Linked DNA regions of Sus scrofa: region 2 is linked to region 1. The links are chromatin contacts, called in public Hi-C maps. All regions are on one chromosome and are shown on one strand. Each heading gives the region's core, a stretch centred on a gene start, on an enhancer-like site or on the middle of the called end of the contact. The rest is flanking DNA. Distances are from core to core; before and after follow the strand shown.

Region 1 (4,661 bases), core at 2,026-4,525:
GTCCCACAGTGGGCACGCAGAGGTTCTTTTTCTGTCTCTTCTTAAGGACATCTGGCCCCGACGGGACCCTCCCTGCCCCTCTAGGCTCCAAGGCGCTGAGGATCACGAGAGTGCCTGTCTGTCCAGTGGTGTCCCCCTGCCACAGCTGTCGCCCACCCACCTTCAAGCAGAACAGAGCAGAGGGTCAAGTCTCTGTTGCATCAGCTTTAGATTCCCGCCTCCCTGTCCTGGGCCGCTCGCCACACCTTCGTCCTGGCGGTTCCCGCCAGCTTGTTCACAAACCGAAGGCCTCGGGTTTCTCTCCCCAGACTGTCCCAGTGTCCCCTTCAGAGAGGAGGCTGGCGTCTGAAGTCCCCCGTCCCAGTTGGAATTAGCCGCTTCGCCCCGGAATCTAGCTTGCTCCCCTGGGTCTGTCCCGAATAGGGACCCGGCCGAAATGCGTCATCATGCAAGACAGTCCTTCCTGGAACTCAATCTGAGTGGCTTTTTGCAAAAACAGGAGACGAGCAGACAACATCTTTCCCAACCTTGATAACCACGTCAAGACGGGGCTCAGGCACTCCTGACCCTCCCCCAATTAAATAACCTCAATTCCTTTCCTCAAAAGGATCACCTGGAGCTCCCATGGTGGCTCGGTAGTAACGAACCCAACTAGCATCCCTGGCCTTGCTCAGTGGGTTAAGGATCCAGTGTTGCCGTGAGCTGTGGTGTTGGTGGCAGATGTGGCTCAGATCTGGCGGAGGCTGAGCTGCAGCTTCAATTCAACCCCTAGCCTGGGAACTTCCATACACCATGGAGCAGAGGCGAGGGGGTGAGACATCCTGGAGGCCAGCTGGGAGGAGGCCTGTGCTTCCAGGATGGAGTCCGGAGAGCAAGTCTTCAGTGCAGGTGGCCTGCTTCTCTCAGTCAACCATGGGGAGCTGCTTAGAGGCTTGGAGCAGGGGAACAGCAAGGTCCCCGTTTTGACCCTGGGATACAATGGCTCTGGCCTCAGTTGTAATTGGGTCCGCGCTGTGTCCTTACGTAGCCAAATGCCACCCTCCACGCCAAACTGTCACTCTTGTCTCATTCCACTTTGCCCTCACCACAGGTCTGTGGCATCACCTTTCTGATGCACACAGACAACAGTCAACGGAGGGGTGACTTTTCTAGCAACTGTGCATATTGTGTTTTTGCTTGGTTGCAGCATGACAGTGGAATCTCTCATAATCAGCTTCAACTGGTTCCAAGCCAGGGGACCCCCGGGCACTGGCCCAGGATGGTTGGAGTTCACGCCGGCTTATGCTGCTGTTCTTGCTGGTGAATGGTGTCCCCCGCTTCTCTCACAAATGTCCTGCTTTGGAAAATAAGTCATATGGCTACTTATGACTTTTATGTTTGGAAAATTGAGGCTGGGGGCTGCTGTATTCTGTGCATTTATCCCCCAGGGGGCCCTGTCCATGGGCTTTTTGGAGGAGAGCAGAGACTGGACCCCGAGTTTTTTATTGCTTAGCCTTGCAAATGCTGGATGGGGTGGCCACGGGGTGCAAATTTCCCCTTTGCTCAAGAATTGGACAAAACCCCAAGAATACAAAGAGCTATGTGCCCCCAAATTCCTGGGAAGCCTCCAATAACTGGGGCAGACTTGGAGGCAGCATAACCCCTCGGTGACTCTCCAGCACCCCTGCACCCTTACTGCCAGCCTAGGGGAGAGCAGGGAGGGGCAGGTCAGCCCTGGGGGGCCCGAGCTCCCAGTGAGAGGCTCCCCCTCTCCTCTGGCCTCCAAGAGCATCTCTGCTGAGGCCAGGGGTGCCTGGCCGAGCTCAAACCCCACTCCCAGGGCAGATGTCCGCTCAGGACGCAGGGAGACGGGAGTGGCTGAGACCTTTGTCTTCAACTGTAATTTCAAAAACAGTGCAAAGTGACCTTCGGGGCTCCTTTCTGGCAATAGCAGATTATGGGTCCATGAACATGACAGATGCCATGTCCAGGCCTCATAAAGTAACAAGCCCCTGCACCAGGATCCCAGGCAGTGTCCACACGGCTCCAACTGGGACTTTCACCTGCCGCCTCTGGCTCCTTTTCTTCCCCAACCAGATGCTCATTAATCCAGTCAGGTGTGCTTGGCTGGGAGCCCAGGGGACCGAGGCACCAACTGATGGGCCTTTCGCTGGAACTGCTGAAGGGCACACAGCACCTTTTCTTCCAAAGTCCGTCCGGCCTGGTCCCCAGTGGGTTTATTGACACCTGGCTTTAAGCTTTGGTGGCAAACGGTCTCCTCGGAGTGCGCCTTCAGGACACAGAGGCTTCGGATGCTGACGTGGAGACCTGAGTGCACAGGGGACAGGGGAGGCTGCCAAGGGGGCGGCAGCTCATCCTGGCAGTTCTCTCCCCGGCCCGGGGCTCTCATACCTGGCCGGCATCAGAATCCCCTGGGGGGCTTGCAGGAGCACACCTCCCCGGGGCTTCTGATTCACCGGCCTGGATGAGGTCTGAGAATCTTCACCCTTGACCGTCCCAGTGGCACTGATATCATGGTCCACGCTCGGAGAGCCTCTACCCTGGTGTCCTAGTGGGGGCAGGGCCGTCTGCCCCCTGGACATGGCCCCACCTGCCAGGCCCGGTCTGTGATGAAAGCTCCCCTGGCGGGGCCGCCGCAGGGGCTGCAAAGCTCAAAGGATTCGACCAGGAGGCAGCCCAGCCTGGTGCTTGTGGCTCTGAAGGGGAGACTCTGGGGAGAGGGGGCCCAGGTGGGCCAGGGGAGATTTTAGCAGAAGTGACATTTGAGATTGGGGACAAAGAAGGACCAGGCCACCAAAGGAGGATGAAGGGAGCCCCCGAGAGCAGGATGGACAGAGAAGCAAACCCCCACCCCGCACAGGAGAGAACTCTGTGGAGCAGCAAGCAGGTCGGTCAGGAGTGCTGTGACAGGAGCAGGGGTGACAGCTCAGGTGGGACAGCAGGTCGGTCACAACCTGCCAGGACCTGCAGCACCGTCAGAATCTGGACATCATCCCGAAGGCAGGGCAGCTGGGAAGGGTCAGAGGCGTGGGCTAATATCCGATCCTGGGCCCCAGGGGGCTGTGACTTCCCAGAGGGAACAGCCCTCGGAGGGGCCCGGGCTGGGGATCAGGGCACAGAACTGAGGCGGGAAGTGGGGGTGGGGGGAGGCGGGCTGGCTTAAATGACAAACATTGATTTCTCACAGTTCTGGAGGCAGGAAGTCCAGGATCACGCCATCGGTGGATTCAGTGCCCGGTGAGAGCCCTCTGCCCCTGGCAGGGTGGCAGCCGGCTCCTCACGTGGGGCAGGGGGGAGGAGCAAGCTGTCTGGTGTCTCTTCTTAGGAGGACCCTGGTCCCATCAGGGCGGCCCCTCCCTCACCGCCCCATCTAATCCCTGTCACCTACCAGAGGCCACCTGCAAACACCCACACACGGGGGTTAGGGCTTCAACACATGAATTTGGAGGAGACACCATCATTCGGCCCGCGGCAGGGGGATGGGACAAAATTCCAAGCTGGCGTTCACCTAAGTTTCCGGAGGGCTTTACATGGGAGGGAAAAAAACAAAAAACAGTGCTATCTAAGAAAACTGGGGCCGTCTTTGAGAAGTTCTGCGCTGCCTTCGCTCTATTCTGGTAAACTGCGGGTCACCTCTAAATACAGTTTTCTTCCCAGAAGCAGACTCAACAGAGGCACTGTCGGTTAAAAATTAAACAGCAAAACGCAACTCAGACCATGTGAAGGTCTTTTTTTAAAAAGTAATCGCAGAAAGCATCTGGTCTCGTGCCCTGAAGGTCGAGATCCATTCGGAAAAGGTCACAGTCTGGGCTCAGCGGTGGGTGTCTCATAGTCTAGCTTTCCCCCTCCCCAGGGTTCCTCGAGCAGCAAACCTCTTCCAGGACACACGGGGGCCTCCTCGCCCCGCTCCCTCGATCTGGGGGGATCTAGAGTCATTAGTCTCTTGTTTTAAAAGGAGAACCAGGGACTGCCCATCGCGTCTCAGTGGGTTACAAACCCGAGCAGCGTCCACAAGGATGTGGGTTCCATCCCTGGCCTCGCTCAGTGGGTTAAGGATCTGGTGTTGCCACAGGCTGTGGCGTGGGTTGAGGATGCAGCTCAGATCCCACGTGGCTGTGGCTGTGGCATAGGCTGGCAGCTGCAGCTTCAATTCCACCCTTAGCCTGGAACATCTATATGAAAAAAAAAAAAAAAAAGAAGAAGAAGAAAAGAAAAAGAAGAAAAATAAAAGCATAAAAGGAGAATCAGGGAATAGCCTTTGATGTAGAGAGTGTTTTCACTGCAGCCAACAGACGCATCTTCATTCCTTCTCGTGCCTCGTGCCACACCGTTGTTGTTTGAAGGGTCCAGGGGTGCAAAGGGTAAACCAGGCTCTGCTCCCCAGGAGCTTATGATGTGAGAACATTCCGGGGGTATTCAGCGGAGTTCAAAGAACCAGAACAGGTGAGAGGACAATGATGGCCTGAAAGCCACCATACCCACCTGCCCCAGGGATAAACCCCGAGCCCAAGGGACAGCCTGAACTTTCCGAAAAACCTCTCCAGGCTAACCTCTAGTTTTCCCAGATTCTTTGCAGCACAGAGTCAAGACATTCAAATAAAACAAAACATACCAAAAAAAAAAAAAAAAAAAAAAAAAAGCCCTCTTCCAGTCTTCAAGCT
Region 2 (4,677 bases), core at 1,002-3,501, 93 kb before region 1:
CTACAATTTTGTTCCCAATCCAAAGAAAAAACATAGCTTTGGATTCTGCTTGTGGCAGCTTTTAGGATCCAAAGATAGGCCGATTGAGGAAGCAGGGTGCTTGTTAGGAGTTTTAACATATTTTTTTTTCCTTTCTTTCTTTTTTTTTCCCCCCTTTTAGGACTACACCTGTGGCATATAGAAGTTCCCAGAATAGGGGTGGAATTGGAGCTGCATCTGCCAGCCACAGCCACAGCCACACCAGATCTGAGCTGTGTCTGTGACCTACACTGCAGCTCACAGCTACACCGGATCCTTAACCCGCTAAGCGAGGCCAGGAATCGAACCCACATCCTTATGGATACTAGTCAGGTTCGTAACCCACGGAGCCACAAAGGAAACACCTAACATTTTTCTCAGACATGTTTTAAATTTGATTATAGCTGGAAATATTAATGGTACGGGCGTCTCAGTCTCAACAAAGAGCTTCTCCTGGCCTAAAGGTCCGAGGCATTTCCAGGAGGAAAGAGAGTATCCTGCTCGTGTCACTGACTGGCTAGAAACCCTCCATGGCTCCCCACTGCCCTCAGATGCAATACTTGCTAACATCTCTTATAGATATTAGCGAGGGCTGTGCGAGGCATGTGGCAGGTATTACCTCATTTAAGTCTCAAAATCATTCAGCCCATTGTACAGATGAGAAAGCTGAGGCTGAGATGTTTAGGGGCTTCTGTGAGCTGCACTACACAGTGTCGGAGCTGGGATAAACCCCACACCTACCAAGGCCACCATCCAGCTTTCCCCCTCCCTTTCCTGTAATTCCCATCCCCGTGAAATAGCCCAGGCCCCTCCCCCGGCACCCCTCCCCCACCTGACTAGGGGACGTCCCCAGATCAGGCGGCATTCTTGTCGTGGACTTCACCTTCTCAAGACCAGGGACAGGGATGTGGGCTCTGGATGCCAGGTGGACCCTTGCTGCACCCAGCGCACAGTCTAGTACCCACCAGGGAGGGCAGTAACTACGTGTGGCGTGAATCATTTCATACTGGAGTACCACTTTGATTCTTTGCCACCCAAGAAAAATTTAAAAGCCTCCCAATGAGGTCTGCATCTTCTCATGCTTGATGGCACGGCAGGGCCACCTGCAGAGCCGGGTAAAACCCAGCCTGAGTGCCAGCGGGTCTGGACCACGGGTTCTGCATTCCCCTCCGGCTCTGGAGTGCTGCTGCTGCCTGCCCTGGCCTCACCCTGCAGAGACCTCTGCTCCCTGCACTTGAACCCAGGCTTGGGAAGCCACACTCTAGCCAATTCATGACACTTAGCCAGAGGCTTATCTACATTCAGGACGCTTCAAAACTCTGATCCACCACATTTAAAAAAAAAAAAAAATGGGGAGTTCCTATTGTGGCGCAATGGATTAAGAACCTGACTAGCATCCATGAGGATGAAGGTTCGATCCCTGGTCTTGCTCATGGGGCTAAGGATCCGGCATTGCCGTGAGCTGGGGTGTAGGTCGCAGACGCAGCTCGGACCCTGGGTTTCTGTGGCTGTGGTGTAGGCCGGCAGCTTCAGCTCCGATTCCACCCTGAGCCTGGGAACTTCCATATGCCGCAGGTGCAGCCATAAAAAAGCAAAACATAAAAAATAAAAATGAATGGACGCGTTCTCGTTTTCTATTTGAAGGAGTCCCTTGCTGTGGTGGGGGATTTTCCTCCGCATTGTGTGAAATGCCAGGAAATAAAATTTTAGGTGTGACTACCCAATCCTCAACTGGGCCACCGCCAGCTCACCACCACCGTCCCTCAGCGAGAACTGGGGCTCCCCGCCAGAGGGGCGACGCTCAGCCCCGAGTTACATTCTGACTTCTCCAAACAAGACACCGTTTGCTTCGGCCCGGGTGCATTCAAAAAAAAAAAATCCCTTAGACCCCACACGGGCGCAGGAACACACACACAAGCAACTTTCGGGGCGCGATGAATGTGCGGGTGTTTTTTGTGTCTCCCCGCCAGGGCCTGCGGGGAAGGCCCAGGGGACAGAGACGGTGCTGTCCCTCCGTGTGCGGTGGGGAAGGGCCCTGTGCCCCAGCGTGGCATCCCTGCCCGCCGGCGCGGGTGAATCACGCAGCCCGGGTCCTTTCCCAGTTACCGGTGCTATCGGAGCAGAGTGAAAAACCAGTAGCAGCTGGCAGGAAATGGGTGCGAACACTGGCCACAGATAAACTGTAGGCCTCTGCAGAGCGGCAGCAGATAGACTCTGAGACAGGAAGCCGAGCTGTCAGGCCTCAGCCCCTCGCCTGCTCACAGGGCCACTCCCGGGGCCTCGGAGGGCTGCATGCACCCGATAGCGCTCGGGGACACAGCTGTGGGGTCAGAACCGAGGGAGGTGCCGCCAGACGGGCACAGCCCACAGCCCGAGAGGGAAGTGAGCAGCCAGGAGGCAGGAGGAAGCACAGAGAAGCCCCCTGGCTGAGCGTCCCGGCTTCTGCCACGGACAGCAAGAGAGGCAACGGTCTAGCCAGAGGGCCTGTGATGAAATAACAGCCGCCCAGGGCTACCCTGCCAGGCTCAAGTCAGCTGCTGCCCATGCCTAGTAACCAGAGTCCCTGCAGCCAAATGACCAGTGCCCAGTAGGAGAGGGGGCCCAGGCCAACAGAGCATGTGCGGCACAGCAGCCCTGCTTGACAGGGCGCAGACCTGATATCTCAGCCGGCTCAAAGGACAGGCCCTCTGAAGGTCATAATGACACAGACGACAGTAGCTGGGCAGAGTACCAGACCCCTCGCACACATCGCCCCAGTTTTTGGTTTTGGTCTTTCTTTTTGGCTGCCCCACGGCATATGGCATTTCTGGGCCAGGGATCAGATCCCAGATGTAGTTGCAACCTACGCTGCAGCTGCAGCAATGCTGGATCCTTAACCCACTGTGCTGGGCCGGGGATCCAACCTGTGTCCCAGCACTTCCCTGCGCTGCAGTGGGAATTCCTAGGGTACCACTTAGTGCTCATGCACATCCGGGAACGTAGGTTCGATGGCTCCCATCTTACAGATGAGCAAACGGAGACTCAGGGGAGTAGTGCTTAGAAGGTCTGACTCCAATCTCTGTGCTATACACAGAGTTACACAGCCTCTCTTCATGGGGAGCCCCTGGGGGCGGGGAGGGAGGGAGAGAGGGGAGGTGAGCAGAGCCCACCCCTGAGGGCCTGTGGTCAGTGTTTCGGAATATCCCCCCTGGCCTCGGGGGGATGCTGGCCCATGCATCCAGCGAGAGGGGACCCAACCTCTTGGCACCCCAAAGCACACCCGGGGTTCTCCCAGAAGCAGCCAGAGCAGGTGCCCTGCTGGCCACCCGCTTCTCCGTGACACCTTCATGACACGCTTCATCGTCCGCACTTGAACTCCCGAACCAGGTCTCAGCTTCTGAGCCAAAAGAGGCTCAGCTGGGAGGGTGGACTCAGCCTTCCCAGGCCTTCTCCAGGCTCTCTCTGCAGGCAGCACCACTGTGAGGGGCAGGGGTCCCTTTCCTGCCCCTGAGAAGCAGCGCCCCTGCCCCCCGGGGTGAGCAGCCCCCTCCGCTGGCACCAAACCGGGGCCATCTCTTAGCAGGACGGGAGTTCAGCTGGGCGACTGACTCACCCTTGTTCCTGGAACTGTCTGAAGGCGGGAGAGGATGCTGTGGGTAAGTTCTAACTGTATCATCTGGGCTGGGGCCGGTAGCAGATGGTCCTTAGGAAAAAAAAATACTTCCATGTGGGCTTAAAATAGCACAGCACTCACCATCAGCTGAATGGGGAAATGTACGAGCCTGTCGGTCACGGGGGTGGGCTCTGCAGGCTGCAGGTTGGGACACGGGGCTCAGGCACCAGCCTCGGCAGCAGGGCTGGGGAGGCGGGAAACAGAGGCCGTGTCTCCCCCTGTCTGCCCAGCCGGTGGGAGGCAGGTGGCGGTAGTGTCGGCCGCCCCACGAGTGACCGTGTGACCCACAGCCACCGAAAGGCCCTGGGGCCTGAGGGACACATGGAAGCGGTGCTAGAGCGGGGCTGTGAGCCTCGGAGTCTGCCCAGAGTAAATCTCAGATCTGCCACTCACAGTTTGGGTGCCCTGGCCCAGGTCGCTTCCTCTTTCTGCGCCTCGGTTCCCCTATCTCGGAAATGGAGTGAACGCAGCAACGGTGGGGGGGGGGGGGAAACAGAGGAGAGTCTGCAAAGCGGCTCACAGCTCTGGCAGGGGGGTCTCTCTCCCCGAGGCAGAACTGGCCCTAGGCCTTGGCGTCCCTTTTCTGCAAACTCCCTTTGTGTCCTTGGTTAAACCATGCCAAGGTTTGGCGAGGAGAAGTGACAGCTCTGAAAGTCTGGGTCTAATGTTACACCCTCGGGGCGATGCTGTGTGCACTGGGAGGGAACTGATGACAGGAAAGGCCCGAGGGGCTGTGATGGGTGGAGGAGGGTAGCTTACCCCAGAACAGGCAGCCCAGCCCGGCTCAAGCCAGCAGCCCTGGGCCCCAAGGGCCCCGCAGGTGGCCCTGCCTCCCTCCTGACGCCCCAGAACTCAACAAACAGAGCCCCCATCTTACTGTCTCTGAGGACAGGGGGTGGGGGTGGGGTCCTCCCCCAAGGGAGCCAGCAGGCTCTCGGGTCGCTGGTCCAGGACAGGAGGTCGGTCTGAGGGTAAGCGGCTCCCTGTGTCCTTTGGGATGAGCAGTG

Evidence for each region. A called contact is a pair of places that touch in the nucleus more often than the background predicts.
Region 2: a contact with region 1 is called in a Hi-C map of liver, with 3 times the contacts expected there. The contact joins two enhancer-like sites. A contact is called at or near these places in 1 of 47 Hi-C or Micro-C datasets (liver) and 1 of 2 datasets of contacts at active chromatin or transcription factors (alveolar macrophages).

The regions. Positions count from the first base shown.
Region 1 is chr3:127,517,850-127,522,510 of Sscrofa11.1, reverse strand. It overlaps LOC106509912 (a long non-coding RNA gene), which reads right to left. Exons shown (of 3, transcript XR_002342872.1): 2 at 1-4,172. LOC102160712 (a long non-coding RNA gene) reads left to right here. Exons shown (of 2, transcript XR_002342867.1): 2 at 1-4,639. Among named protein-coding and RNA genes, the nearest start is that of ID2, 17 kb to the right of the region's middle. Within about 2 kb of position 3,275, at least 10 of the 83 cell types and tissues checked have an H3K27ac peak or open chromatin away from gene starts, as enhancers often do. A contact at or near this core is called in liver, where this site is marked.
Region 2 is chr3:127,609,880-127,614,556 of Sscrofa11.1, reverse strand. No RefSeq gene overlaps it. Among named protein-coding and RNA genes, the nearest start is that of ID2, 110 kb to the right of the region's middle. Within about 2 kb of position 2,251, at least 34 of the 83 cell types and tissues checked have an H3K27ac peak or open chromatin away from gene starts, as enhancers often do. A contact at or near this core is called in liver, where this site is marked.